Linked DNA regions of Pan troglodytes: region 1 is linked to region 2. A link is a contact called in public HiChIP or PLAC-seq data. All regions are on one chromosome and are shown on one strand. Each heading gives the region's core, a stretch centred on a gene start, on an enhancer-like site or on the middle of the called end of the contact. The rest is flanking DNA. Distances are from core to core; before and after follow the strand shown.

Region 1 (6,425 bases), core at 1,342-3,841, 280 kb after region 2:
TTTGACTCCTAAGCTTAACGAATGCAGGGTTTAACAACTGCAGTTTTTTAGGGGACATAGAAAAAATACTTGTTGAGTCTTGCTTAACTGCAGAACCAGGGTAATGAAAAAAACCCAGCAATCCTTAGAAAAGGAAACTGCACCACTATAGTGTAACAAAAGCATCATTCATGTTAAGTGTTTTTGTTTTTGTTTTTTTTGAGACAGAGTCTTGCTCTGTCACCCAGGCCGGAGTGCAGTGGCGCAATCTCGGCTCACTGCAACCTCCACCTCTCAGGTTCAAGTGATTCTCCTGCCTAAGCCTCCCTAGTAGCTGGGATTACAGGCACCCACAACCACGCCTGGCTAATTTTTTTGTATTTTTAGTAGAGATGGGGTTTCACCATGTTGGCCAAGCTGGTCTCGAACTCCTGACCTCAGGTGATCTGCCCGCCTCAGCCTCCCAAAGTGCTGTGATTACAGGTATGAGACACCACGCCTGGCCAACCTTTTTCTACCAAAGGAGATTCTTATTTCTTTATTCATAACTACTAATAGTTAGATGTAAATCCTAGATTTTTTTTCTACATATATAAATTTTTTTTATTGTTGTAAAATATACACACTATGTATCCTTTTAACCATTTCTAAGCGTACAGTTCCATGGCATTAAGCATAGTCACACTGCTGTGCAATGACCATTTCTTTCTACAGGCCTGACTTTCCTGATAGACTGTAAGCTCCCTGTAGTCAGGGAGCCCACGATGGCCCTTTGTGTACAGCAGGTGGTAAGTGTGATGGCAGAGGGAAGAGTGACTGGCGGGTGGCGTGGGCTGAGGAAGCTACACCACTCTGAAGGGTGCAGCGGGCAGCAGCGCCAGGTCTTAAAAGACTCGGTTGGCTTCAGGTGGTATCCTTTTTTTTTTTTTTTTTTTTTTTTTTTTTTTTTTGAGAGAGAGTTTCGCTCTTGTTGCCCAGGCTGGAGTGCAATGGTGGGATCTCAGCTCACTGCAACCTTCGCCTCCCAGGTTCAAGCAATTCTCCTGCCTCAGCCTCCTGAGTAGCTAGGATTACAGGCACCTGCCACCACGCGCGGCTAATTTTTGTATTTTTAGTAGAGATGGGGTTTTGCCATGCTGGTCTGGAACTCTTGACCTCAGGTGATATGCCTGCCTCGGCCTCCCAAAGTGCTGGGATTACAGGTATGAGCCACCGCGCCCGGCCTTCAGGCGGTATCTTAAAGGAATTCCACAAATGAACTTGTGTAGAGGTCCATGGCTTTCAGAAATGCATTCGTTTTGTTTACCTCTCACAACTACGCTGAGAAGTACATACTGTCAGGCTACACTGCAGATGAAGAAATAGGTTATAGGAGGGCAAGCACCCATTTAAGGTCTCACACAGGTGAAAGGGCAAAGCGAACTCAATCAAGGTCTCTGGATGCCCAGTGCCTTTGGTACTTCCACCTCGCGTGCAGGAGGAAAAGAGCGAAATTTGACAACAGAAGAGACTGGAGATGGCCTCAGAGTGCTGGCCGGCCCCACTTTCTATCCCCCGTGGTGAGAGCTCAGCTGGGCCCAGAGAACTTGTCCCGGGGAATGCCACCACGACATGTGTGACTCTGTCCCGCAGGGTGGAAGGCTTCGAAGGAGCCCGCCACCATGCAGTGGGCCTCACTGTGTGTCAAGCGCTGTGCCGAAATCCCTGCAGCCGGAGCCAGTTCTTCCTGTTGCACAGACAGGTTCAGGGGCTTGCCTGACCGAACCCAGCGGCAATGTGCCCGGCCTCCGCGCCTGAGGCTCTGGCTCACAGACCTGTGGCTGAAGCAGCTGCAGCCCGAGCACTTGTGCAGCTGACGCTCGCTTCACGGACGCTTGGGAGGCCGCCGAGCCGGGGGCCATCAGGCAGACTGGGCCCCTGAAGGTGCAGGGACTGGGGGGATATGGGGCAACGTGCCGGCCCAGAGGCTCCTGGGGGGTGGGGAGAGGCCAGATCTCGGAAAATGGGGCGCGTCCCCCTCAGCACCCGATTCTGCCTCATAGCCCTCGGTCCCTACCAGGCCCTCGGCTCGGCCACACCCCCGCCTGCCCCCCAGTTCTGCCCCCTTGGCTCCCCAGCCCCCCAACTCCCAGCCTCGGGTTCCTCAGGTCCGCAGCGGCCCCTCTTGCTCCTCGGCCCCCCGCACTGCACCCCCGCACCCTTTCGGTGCACCCATGTGAGCCTCGTCTCGGCCTCCTTGCCTCCCCAGCCCTCTGATTCCACCCCTCCGGTTCCTCGGTCCCATTTCACCCCTGTGCGCCTTGGGCGCTCGCCTGACCCTCGTCCCAGCCCCGTCAGCCCTCTAATCCCGTCCCCCCCGGCCTCCTCACCCCTGGTCTCCGCGGGCCTCAGCTGTCTCCTCGCGGCTCCGTGTCCCGCAAGCTGCTGCCGGTCGGCCCCGCCCACTTCCCGTCCCTGGCCGCCGCGGGCGCCGCGCAGGCGCAGTCGGGCCTCCAGGCTGGCGGGGCCGGACCTCTGCTGCCCCCTGGCGGCTACGTGGACGGTGACTGCGGCCCTTTAGTGGTAGGCGAACTGCGGCTCCACCTGGGCTCCGGAGCCGCCCGTCACCAGCCTCTTGCTTCTCTTCTGCAGCTTTGGGTGGGCGGCTGGATGGGGAAAGCAATCCCTAGGTCACAGCGCCCAGAAATTAAGCAACTTCTGCCGTCAACAGCTGGTACGTGACAGAGCGGGGATGCAAACCCAGACTGCCCAGGCAGGCTCATCCGTCGGGGAAGGAGGCACAGTCCCAGGCTCATTATGAGTTGTTTGTTTCCACAAACGTTGAGGCTTTTGTTATCTTTCCGTTCTGGAGGTCAGAAGTCCACTTAGCCTCAGTGGGCGAAGATCCAGGGATCGCCAGAATGCGTTCCTTTCTGAGGATTCTAGGGGAGAAACTGTTCCCCTGCCTTTTCCAGCTCCTAAGGGCTCCCTGCATACCTTGGCTCGTGGCCCCTTCCTACAGCCTCGAAGCCAGCAATGGCCAGTTGAGCCTTTCTCACACTGCCACCTCTGATTCCCTCCTCTGCTTCCTTCTGCTACTTCTAAAGACCCTCCTGATGCCATTGGGCCCACCCAGATAGTCCAGCATCATCTCTCTAAATCAGTTGATTAGCAACCTTAATTCCCCTTTGCCCCTTATTATTATTATTATTATTATTATTTTGACACGGAGTCTCACCCTGTCACCCAGGCTGTACTGCAGTGGCATGACCTCGACTCACTGCAACCTCTGCCTCCCTGGTTCAAGCGATTTTCCTGCCTCAGCCTCCCGAGTAGCTGGGACTGCAGGCACGCACCACCATGCCCGGCTAATTTTTTTTGTATTTTTAGTAGAGATGGGGTTTCACCATGTTGGTCAGGCTGGTCTCAAACTCCTGACCTCAAATGATCTGCCTGCCTCGGCCTCCCAAAGTGCTGGGATTACAGTACAGGCGTGAGCCACTATGCCGGGTCTGCCATGTAATCTAACACAGGCACAGGTATAGGACATGAACATCTCTGAAGGGCCATTTTTCTGCCAACACGGAGGCTCATGAAAATATTCTTTTTCTCTCTTTTTAGAGACAAGCTCCTTCTCTGGTGCCCACACTGGAGTGCAGTGGCATAATCACAGCTCACTGCAGCCTCAAACTCCTGGGCTCAAGTGACCCTCCCCTCCTGCCTCAGCCTTCCTAGTGTCTGGGAACACAGGCAAGCACCACCACGCCCAGCTGATTAAAAAAAATTTGTAGAGACAGGGTCTCTATGTTGCCCAGGCTGGTCTTGAACTCCTGGGCTCAAGTGATCCTCCTGCCTCAGCCTTCCCAAGTGCTGGGATTATAGGTGTGAACCATTACACCTGGCCAAAATATTTTATTTTAAAGGCAGAAGAAAGAAACCTTTATGTCAAAGAAAATGTTTTAATATATGATATTAATATATTCACCTTTATACCAATGCAGTTGGAAAGTATAATTTTTTAAATGGAGGATGGGGCACCAGATCTTATGTGGCTCTGCCCACCTGGCCTTCAGGTCCGCAGGCCTGTGTCCTTGCCAGGAATGAATGTCTCTGGGATGCTTCTCCAACAGGAGGAACCTGGAGTGAGACCAGGAACCTGGAGAACTAGCAGCTGGGTGACTGGAAAGGAAACCATCTGGGGTGGGGTTGGGTCTGCAAGGCAGGAGGTGTCTGGGCAGAGAAAGCAGGGCTGGAGCGGAGGGTCCTGCCTCATCCCATTCTCCTGCTCACTCCTTCCTCGATCCCTGTCAGGGCAGTAACCATGAGCAAGGCTTGAGGCTACTTCTTATAAACAGTGGCCCTGGGCACATTCCTTAGCTCACCTGAGCCTCAGTTTCTTGATGAGAAAAAATCGGGACAATAGCAACCAACCTATCTCAGAGGGCTGCTGTGAGACCCTGAGCCACTGTTTCTCAAACTGCCCCTGAGATCACCTACAACAGAATGGCTGTAGGGTGAAGTTTGAGAACCGCAGTACAGGTGAGGTGGTGCGTGGGGCAGGCCCTCCCACACTGTAAAGTGCAGTGTGGTGCGGTAAAAGCTGATATTCCCACAGGCATCCTCAGAGGGGGCCCAGTTAGACTCTTGAGCACTGATTCCATTCAAGGTCTGCGGCTTAGAGAGGATGGCAAAGTGAGGCACCACCAGGAGCTTGTCCCTATGGGCTCCAGGCCAAAGACCTGCCTGGAGATGACTCCTGCCTTGTGGCGCTGTCACTGCCTCACTGTCCACATTCCATCACGCCTCAGATCCTGGCTTCCACCCTGGTGAAAGGAATCTTTCAATATCACCCACCCAGCCACAGACGCTTCTCTGCTTCTCTGGCAAGGCTGCACCCCTGGCTAGGTGGGCAGGGCCAGGGGCTCCTTGAGACAGTCTGCAGCCACTGACCTCTCCAGCCTCCAGGGCAGAGGTACAGTCCCATGGAGCGTGGCTGATCTGAAGGCAGTTCTGGCCTAAAAGGGGTCTTGTCCCTTCCTTGTCCTCATTGCTCCCAAGGCCAGGTTGGCAGCAGTAGCAGCGGGGTTGGATGCTATTGGATGGGAGAAGGTGAATGGACTCGGAGTGCAGAATCAAGCTGCGGAAGCCAAGGGCCTTGAAGGAGGGTCACACACAAGGGACAATTGCAGAGGAAAAAAAAGGAACACTTTGTGATTATCCCTGCCTGTGGCTGAAAGCGCAGTGCAGAAGCATAGTAAGGAAGGACTGGGTGGTCTGGGTTTAAGACCTAGGAACCGTCTCTGCTCCTCCAAGCCTGAATTAGCCCTATAACCTAAGGGTCCTGGAGGTCTTGAAACCTTCTGCGGAGAAGGCTCCAGGTCCACTGGGCCCTGTGGGTGGAAGAGCAGAGTCACAGCCCTGCACTGGGGACCTAACAGGTGTGGCCTTGCTAGGGCCCCAGAATGGGACCAGAGTGGGTGGGAGGGGGCAGAAGCTCTGAGAGCACCCCCTCCTTCCTGAAGCCTGTGCTTCTGAGACACATCCCAGGACCCTCTATGTGGTTCCCCATGTCTCTGTGTATTTTCATTCAGCTTCGAGTAGCTCTCCAAACTGTGTTCCAGGGAACCCCTGTGTTAACCTGTGAGGGCCTCCAGGAAGGGGGTCCAGGTGGGGTATGCTTGGTGGGCTCTGGGTTTCCTTACAGGAGCTCTCATATAAGTCCTGGTGCAGCCTGGGAATCTACTACTGAGTTGGGGCGGGGGCAGGTCTGAGTCCGAAACATTCCTGACCTGCCCCTCAAAGAAAGGTCCCACTGAACAGTCTGGAAAGCTGTTTTGCTGAGCTCCCGTCATCACTCAGTGAGGCACGGGTGGAGTGTGGAGGGAGTTTCCAACACACAGTGGATCCCGCACAGGTGTCTCTCCTCGGGTGGCTGGGGAGGGGAGCACAAGAAGGCACTGAGGTCAGAGGGCAGCTGCCACCAGCACCTGGCACCACAGGGCAGTCTGGCCTACAGGGTATTTTCTAAACCTGGCATGTGAATGGGTTCCATGGGGCACCCAGCTGCCTCTAAGACCATAAGGGCTTGTTGTGAGAATAGGAATCGCAGCAGGCCCTGGGAAGCTGCCAGACGCGCACAGGCACCATGTACAGGGCTTCTCAGAGATGGGAGCAGGGAGCAGGGGACGGAGAAGCGTGGGGTCAAGAGGGTGGCCCTGAGCAGGGGGCTGCAGCGAAGACCAAGGGGATTCATAAGCCAGATCCAGGGAGGGGGTCTCCTAGCCCCACCTGCTCCACTAGACTCCTCTCCTGCCGGAGCCACAGCTGTCAAGGCCGCCTTCCTTAAGGCATCAGGGCCACTGCTTGTGCACACAGCTACCATCAGCAGCACGGATTGAGATGGGGTGTGAGTGCAAACTGGGTCTATTCCCCAGGGCTTCAGGGTTGGGGCATCCCTGCCCGTACTG
Region 2 (6,654 bases), core at 871-3,370:
GCTGGGCCTAAGATTCCAGCCCTTAAGGAGCTACATCCCATCCACTGTATGTGTGTCATGGAGGCAGTGGTTGTGTCAGTAAACCGGGGTGTCAGTAAACCTCAGTAAACTGAGGGTGCTCAGTAAACCGGGACACAGACTGAATTACACAGGATTACAAATTGTGAGGAATTGTGACAGACTTTATGGGAGATGCATGGAAGTGGGTGGTTAGGGAAGGTCTCTCTGGGGAGGTGACACTTATGTTAAAACCTAGAGAATAAGAAGCCAGCCATGAAATAAGGCAAAGATAGCTGGCTTTCGGTGACTGGGTGGATGGTGGTACTGCTCAGCAGAGTGGGGACTGGGAGAAGAGAGAGGATTGAAAATTCTGCTTTATGGCCGGGTGCGGTGACCCATGCATGTAATCCCAGGACTTTGGGAGGGCTGAGGCGGGAGGATCACCTGAGGTCGGGAGTTCGAGACCAGCCTGACCAACATGGAGAAACCCCTTCTCTCCTAAAAATACGAAATTAGCCAGGCGTGGTGGCGCATACCTGTAATAATCCCAGCTACTTGGGAGACTGAGGCAGGAGAATCGCTTGAACCTGGGAGGCGGAGGTTGCAGTGAGCCAAGATCACACCATTGCACTCCAACCTGGGCAACAGGAGCAAAATTCCATGTCAAAAAAAAGAAAATTCTACTTTGACCAGACATGTTAATTTAATTTTTTTAGGCAGAGTCACTCTGTCACCCAGGCTGGGATGCAGTGGCCTAATCTTGGCTCACGGCAACCTCTGCCTCCCCAGTTCAAGCTACTGTCTCGGCCTCCCAAGTAGCTGGAATTACAGGTGTGTGCCACCACACCAGGCTAATTTTTTGTATTTTTAGTAGAGATGGGGTTTTGCCATATTGACCAGGTTAGTCTTGAACTCCTGACCTCAAGTGATCCGCCTGCCTCAGCCTCTCAAAGTGCTGGGATTGGCCGGGCGTGGTGGCTCACGTCTGTAATCCCGGAACTTTGGAAGGCCGAGGCAGGCGAATCAGGAGGTCAGGAGATCGAGACCATCCTGGCTAACATGGTGAAACCCCATCTCTACTAAACACACACACACACACACACACACACACACACACACACACACACACACACAAAGTGCTGGGATTACAGGCGTGAGCCACCACGCCCATCCAGACATGTTACATTTCAGATCAGTGGTTACCCAAGTGGAGATCAGGAACCTGGAGTGCTGGTGACTTAGTACTGGGAGTCATGGGATACAAATGGCATTTAAAATTAGGAGCCTAGGCAAGATTACCCTGGGCCTGAGTGTAGCTAGGTGCCCAAGGTACTGATCTGACCCAAGGGAAGGGTCTGGCAGAAGAGACGGAAGGGATCAGGTAGGGCTTTGGACCTCTAGGCTTGATGGCCACCTGCTGCTGGGCCTCCGAGGGGCCTGGAGGCGGTGGGGACCGAATATGTAGAGAGAATGAGAAGTGAGCGAGTAGAACGAGAGTGGTACATGGTTTTGAAGGCATCTGCCACGGAGGCGGGAAGGGATGGGGTGGAGGCTCATGAGACTTGAAGCTCTAGGAGGACGTTGAAAAAGACCTGAGCGCTGGCCGGGCGCGAAGCCTCAGGCCTGTAATCCCAGCACTTTGGGAGGCCAAGGCGGGAGGACCGCTTGAGCTCAAGAGCTCCAGACCAGCCTGGGCAACATTGTAAGAGCCTGTCTCTACAAAAAATTAACAAATTAGCCGGGTGTGGTGGTGCGTGCCCGTAGCTACTCGGGAGGCTGAGGTGGGAGAATCGCTTGAGCCTGGGAGGTCGAGGCAGTAGTGAGCTGTGATTGTGCCACTGCACTCCAACCTGGGCGACAGAGCGAGACCCTGTCTCGAAAATAAATAAATAAGACCTGAGAACCCAGTATGGGAATGGCCCTGAGCCGTGGCTAGGGGGGTAGACGAGGCGGTCCAGACAGACCCCTCGAGAAGATGGGGCTTCGAGGCTGAGGGAGCTCGGCCCCGAAAAGACGCCTGCGGGAGATGGCACACCTAGCTAGGACCCCATACTGGGCAGGCGATCCTTCCGGGCATAAGCACCTGGCGCTAGCGAACCACAATTCCCAGCACGCCAGGCGCCCGTTTCCGGGGCGCGCCGCGGAACCCGGAAGTGGTCACGGAACTCGGCTGCGGCTCCATGGTCTGAGTTGTCAGCCGTTGTTTTTTCGTGCTCGCTAGTCGCCGCCGCCGCGCCGCCATGGGGAAGCGACAGCACCAAAAGGACAAAATGTAAGTTGAGCCGCAGTCGGGAGCGGCGCTCCACTCTGCCTCAGTGAACCGCCTGTCCCGCACTGCGCGCCGCTCGCCTTCCCTCTCAGCTACTCCCTAGAGCACAGCCCAAAGGTCACTTCCTCCCGGAAGCTGCCGCCCTGTCTCCAGTCAGGGTAATGACCCTCGGGCCGCCGCGCTCTCCCGGGGCCGCGGCTCCGATGACGTCAGCTGCGGGCTCGAGCGCAGCCCGGTTTTCCTTTACTCTGGTTCTGCCCGGACCGTCCTCCGTCTGCTCGCGAGTTTCGCCCTTGAATGAGTAGTCTCTACCTCTTCCGTACTTCACGTCTCGCTGTGTTCTGGTTCATGCCTATCAGCCTGCAAACGTGCTGCAGAGCCTTCTAATTTAAAGCAAACCAGGTCGGGCGCAGTGGCTCAACTGTAATCACAGCACTTTGGGAGGCCGAGGCGGGCGGATCTGGCTAATACGGTGAAACCCCGTCTCTACTAAAAATACAAAAATTAGCGGGGCGTGGTGACGGGCGCCTGTAATCCTAGCTATTTGGGAGGCTGAGGCAGGAGAATCGCTTGAACCCGGGAGGCGGAGGTTGCAGTGAGCCGAGATCGTGTCACTGCACTCCAGCCTGGGCGACAGAGCGAGACGCTGTCTCAAAAATAATAAATAAAATTTAAAAATCCACCCGTGCCCCGTGCCCCACGTCCCACGTTCCCCTCCCGCTGCCGCCGTGTTGTTTCTTTCTCTTAAGAACAAGTGAGAGACTAGTGGCTTCATGCTGTTTTCTGAGTCTCTTGAAACCACTCAAGTCAGAATTTCGACCCCAGAACTACCCCAGAACTGTTGGGCTTCTCAACAGTATGTCACACCGTTGACCACTCCCTCTTTCTGAAGCCCTCCTTTGGTATCTGGGATTTCACCTGCTCTTTGTTTTCTCTCGACTTCAGCGGCCTCTCTTTTCAGGTTCCCAGCGACTTCTTGTTGCTAAATCTAGTATTCAATCCTCAGTCCTCATTTTTTTTTTTTTTTTTGAGACGCAGTTTCGCTCTTGTTGCCCAAGCTAGAGTGCAATGGTGAGATCTTGGCTCACCGCAACCTCCGCTTCCCGGCTTCAAGAGATTTTCCTGCCTCAGCCTCCCGAGTAGCTGGGATTACAGGCATACGCCACCATGCCCGGCTAATTTTGTATTTTTAGTATAGAAGGGGTTTCTCCATGTTGGTCAGGCTGGTCTCGAACTCCTGACCTCAGGTGATCCACCCGCCTCGGCCTCCCAAAGTCCTGGGATTACAGGCGTGAGCCACCACGTCCGGGCAGCCTCAGTCCTCATTTTGTTGGGCTTCTCAACAGTATGTCACACTGTTGACCACTCCCTCCTTCTGAAGCCCTTCTTTGGTATCTGGGATTTCACCTGCTCTTTGTTTTCCATCGACTTCAGCGGTCTTTCTTTTCCCAGTCTCCTTTCTGGACCCTCCTCCCTTCTCTCGGATCTCATACGTTTCTTTTCCATAAACATTCTCTGTGGGTGATATAATTTCCCAGTCATCTATAAGCTGCTTTCCCCAGTCTTGTGTAGTTAGTGGCTTACTTAATATCTCCACTGGAGGACTGAAAGACATCTCAAATTTTTTTTTTTTTTTTTTGAGATGGAGTCTTGCTCTGTCGCCCAGGCTGGAGTGCAATGGTGCCGTCTTGGCTCACTGCAACCTCTACTTCCCACATTCAAGCAATTCTCCCACCTCAGCCTCCCCAGTAGCTGGGATTATAGGTGCCTGCCACCATGCCCATGCTAATTTTTGTATTTTTAGTAGAGACAGGTTTTCACTATGTTGGTCAGGCCGGTCTCGAACTCCTGACCTCGAGTGATCGACCTACCTCTGCCTCCCAAAGTGCTGGGATTACAGGCGTGAGCCACCGTGCCGGGCCAGACATCTCGAATTTAATATGCCTTAAACAGAACTCTCGATTTTCAGCTCTTGAGCCTGCTCCTCCCTGTAAACTAAAAATAAAACCCTAAGTCCCCCCACTGGCTAAGCAGACACCCTTGTGGCCAAGAGAACCCCAGGAAAACCTTAAAACTGAGTTCCTGGCCATGATGGGATAGAGATCAGCTGTGCCTTGTTATATCCCCCTCCCTTTTGTGGCTTAGACACAACAACTGACCAGCATTAATGTTGAAATAGAGATCATAAGGGGCCAGGCACGGTGGCTCACACCTGTAATCCCAGCACTTTGGGAGGCTGAGGCGGGTGGATCACGAGGTCAGGAGATCAAGACCATCCTGGCTAACACGGTGAAACCCCATCTCTACTAAAAATACACAAAAAAATCAGCTGGGCGTGGTGGCAGGCGCCTGTAGTCCCAGCTACTCGGGAGGCTGAGACAGGAGAATGGCGTGAACCCACGAGGTGGAGCTTGCAGTGAGCTGACATTGCACAACTGCACTCCAGCCTGGGCAGCAGAGCAAGACTCCGTCTCAAAAAAATAAATAAATAAAATAAATAAAAATAAAGAAATAGAAATCATAAGATTGACAAAACAGACTCTTTGTGGCAATAAGATACCTTTTTTTTTTTTTTTTTGAGACGGAGTCTCACTCTGTCGCCCAGGCTGGAGTGCGGTGGCGTGGTCTCCGCTCACTGCAAGCTCCGCCTCCCGGGTTCACGCCATTCTCCTGCCTCAGCCTCCCGAGTAGCTGGGACTACAGGCGCCTGCCACCACACCCGGCTAATTTTTTGTATTTTCAGTAGAGACGGGGTTTCACTGTGTTAGCCAGGATGGTCTCCATCTCCTGACCTCGTGATCCGCCCGCCTCGGCCTCCCAAAATGCTGGGATTACAGGTGTGAGCCACCGTGACTGGCCCTCTATTTTTTTTTTTTTTTAGTAGAGACGGGTTTCACCATGTTAGCCAGAATGGTCTCCATCTCCTGACCTCGTGATCTGCCCGCCTTGGCCTCCCAAAGTGCTGGGATTATAGGCGTGAGCCACCTTGCCCGGCCGGTTTCTTTTGTTTTTTGTTTTGTTTGTTTTTGAGACAGAGTCTCCCCCGTCTCCCAGGCTGGAGTGTAGTAGTGCTGTCACAGCTCACTGCAGCCTCAACCTGCCTTCCTGCCTTAGTCTTTGGAGTAACTGGGACCACAGGTGTGAGCTGTCACACCTGGCTAAGTTTTAAATTTTCTTGTAGAGACAGATTCTCGCTTTGTTGCCCCAGCTGTTCTCCAACGCCTGGACTCAAGCAATCTTCCTGCCTTGGCCTCCCAAACTGTTGGGATTATAGGTGTGAGCCACTGTGCCTGGTCTCCATGTCTGTTGTGTTTATCACTGTGTGGCTGACATATAGTAGGTGTTTTTTTGTTTGTTTGTTTTTTTGAGACAGAGTCTCACTCTGTCACCCAGGCTGGAGTACAGTGGTGTGATCTTGGCTGACTGCAGCCTCCGCCTCCCGGGATCAAGCAATTCTCTGCTTCAGCCTCCCGAGTAGCTGGGATTACAGGCACCCACCACCATGCCCAGCTAATTTTTGTATTTTTAGTAGAGACGCGGTTTCACCATGTTGGCCAGGCTTGTCTCAAACTTCTGACCTCTAGTGATTCGCCTGCCTCGGGCTCCCAAAGTGTTGGGATTACAGGCGTTAGCCACCGTGCCCGCCCCATAGTAGGTATTTAGTAAGCATTTGCTGAGTAAGCAAAGATTACTCACTTCCAAAGACTTTGTCCTCTTTATAAAGGTGGTGGTGGTAGCATTATCTTCCTCTCTTCTTCAGGTACATTACCTGTGCTGAATACACTCACTTTTATGGTGGCAAGAAGCCAGGTAAGGCATGCAGTCTTTCTGTTCCCCGTTGGGGGAGTGGTATTAAGGAACTGTGTCTTCAGGATACAGTGAGCTGTAAAAATAGACAACAAGAACACGGAAACTATGGTAGACAAATGGGCTGAGGACACAGTTCATGAAAGAGAAATATACTCAAGATAGAAGAACCTGCTTCATCTTAGTGGTGATTTTTGTAAAATGTAATTTAAAATATTCCCCGATGCTGGGAGCTAAGTAAAAAATAAATAAGTAAATAAAATACAAAATTACATGTACATTTAAATGTTTTTTCTCTATCAAGTTTATAAGGAATAAAAAGAATGATAATATTTTCAGCTGTCAAAACTATCAAGACTACAATAACAAGAGCACTGTCATAATTTTAATGGAAGTAAAAAAGTATGCACTTTTCCCAGTAAGTTCTTTTTTGATGTACCCCAAGTGTTTTGGTTTATCTGTTAAAAGGTTTTTAATCCACAGCAATTGCTGTACTTAAAAATTTGCATGAACTTTTTCATAAGCTGTAACTGAATTGCTAGCAGGTGCACATAGATGAAATACTTTACAGAGTAAGA

The links. HiChIP or PLAC-seq counts read pairs in DNA pulled down with a chosen protein or histone mark.
Region 1: an H3K4me3 HiChIP or PLAC-seq map of stem cell-derived excitatory neurons shows a contact between it and region 2, with 3 times the contacts expected there. The contact joins the promoter of PPM1F here to the promoter of PPIL2 in region 2. A contact is called at or near these places in 1 of 7 Hi-C or Micro-C datasets (stem cell-derived neural progenitor cells) and 1 of 1 datasets of contacts at active chromatin or transcription factors (stem cell-derived excitatory neurons).

The regions. Positions count from the first base shown.
Region 1 is chr23:23,898,295-23,904,719 of NHGRI_mPanTro3-v2.0_pri, forward strand. PPM1F (protein phosphatase, Mg2+/Mn2+ dependent 1F) reads right to left here and starts at 2,592. Exons shown (of 7, transcript XM_054676052.2): 1 at 2,349-2,592. It overlaps TOP3B (DNA topoisomerase III beta), which reads right to left. Exons shown (of 18, transcript XM_016939789.4): 18 at 3,906-5,890. The coding sequence ends at 5,814.
Region 2 is chr23:23,615,027-23,621,680 of NHGRI_mPanTro3-v2.0_pri, forward strand. PPIL2 (peptidylprolyl isomerase like 2) reads left to right here and starts at 2,121. Exons shown (of 21, transcript XM_009437884.4): 1 at 2,121-2,272; 2 at 6,030-6,079. The coding sequence starts at 2,241.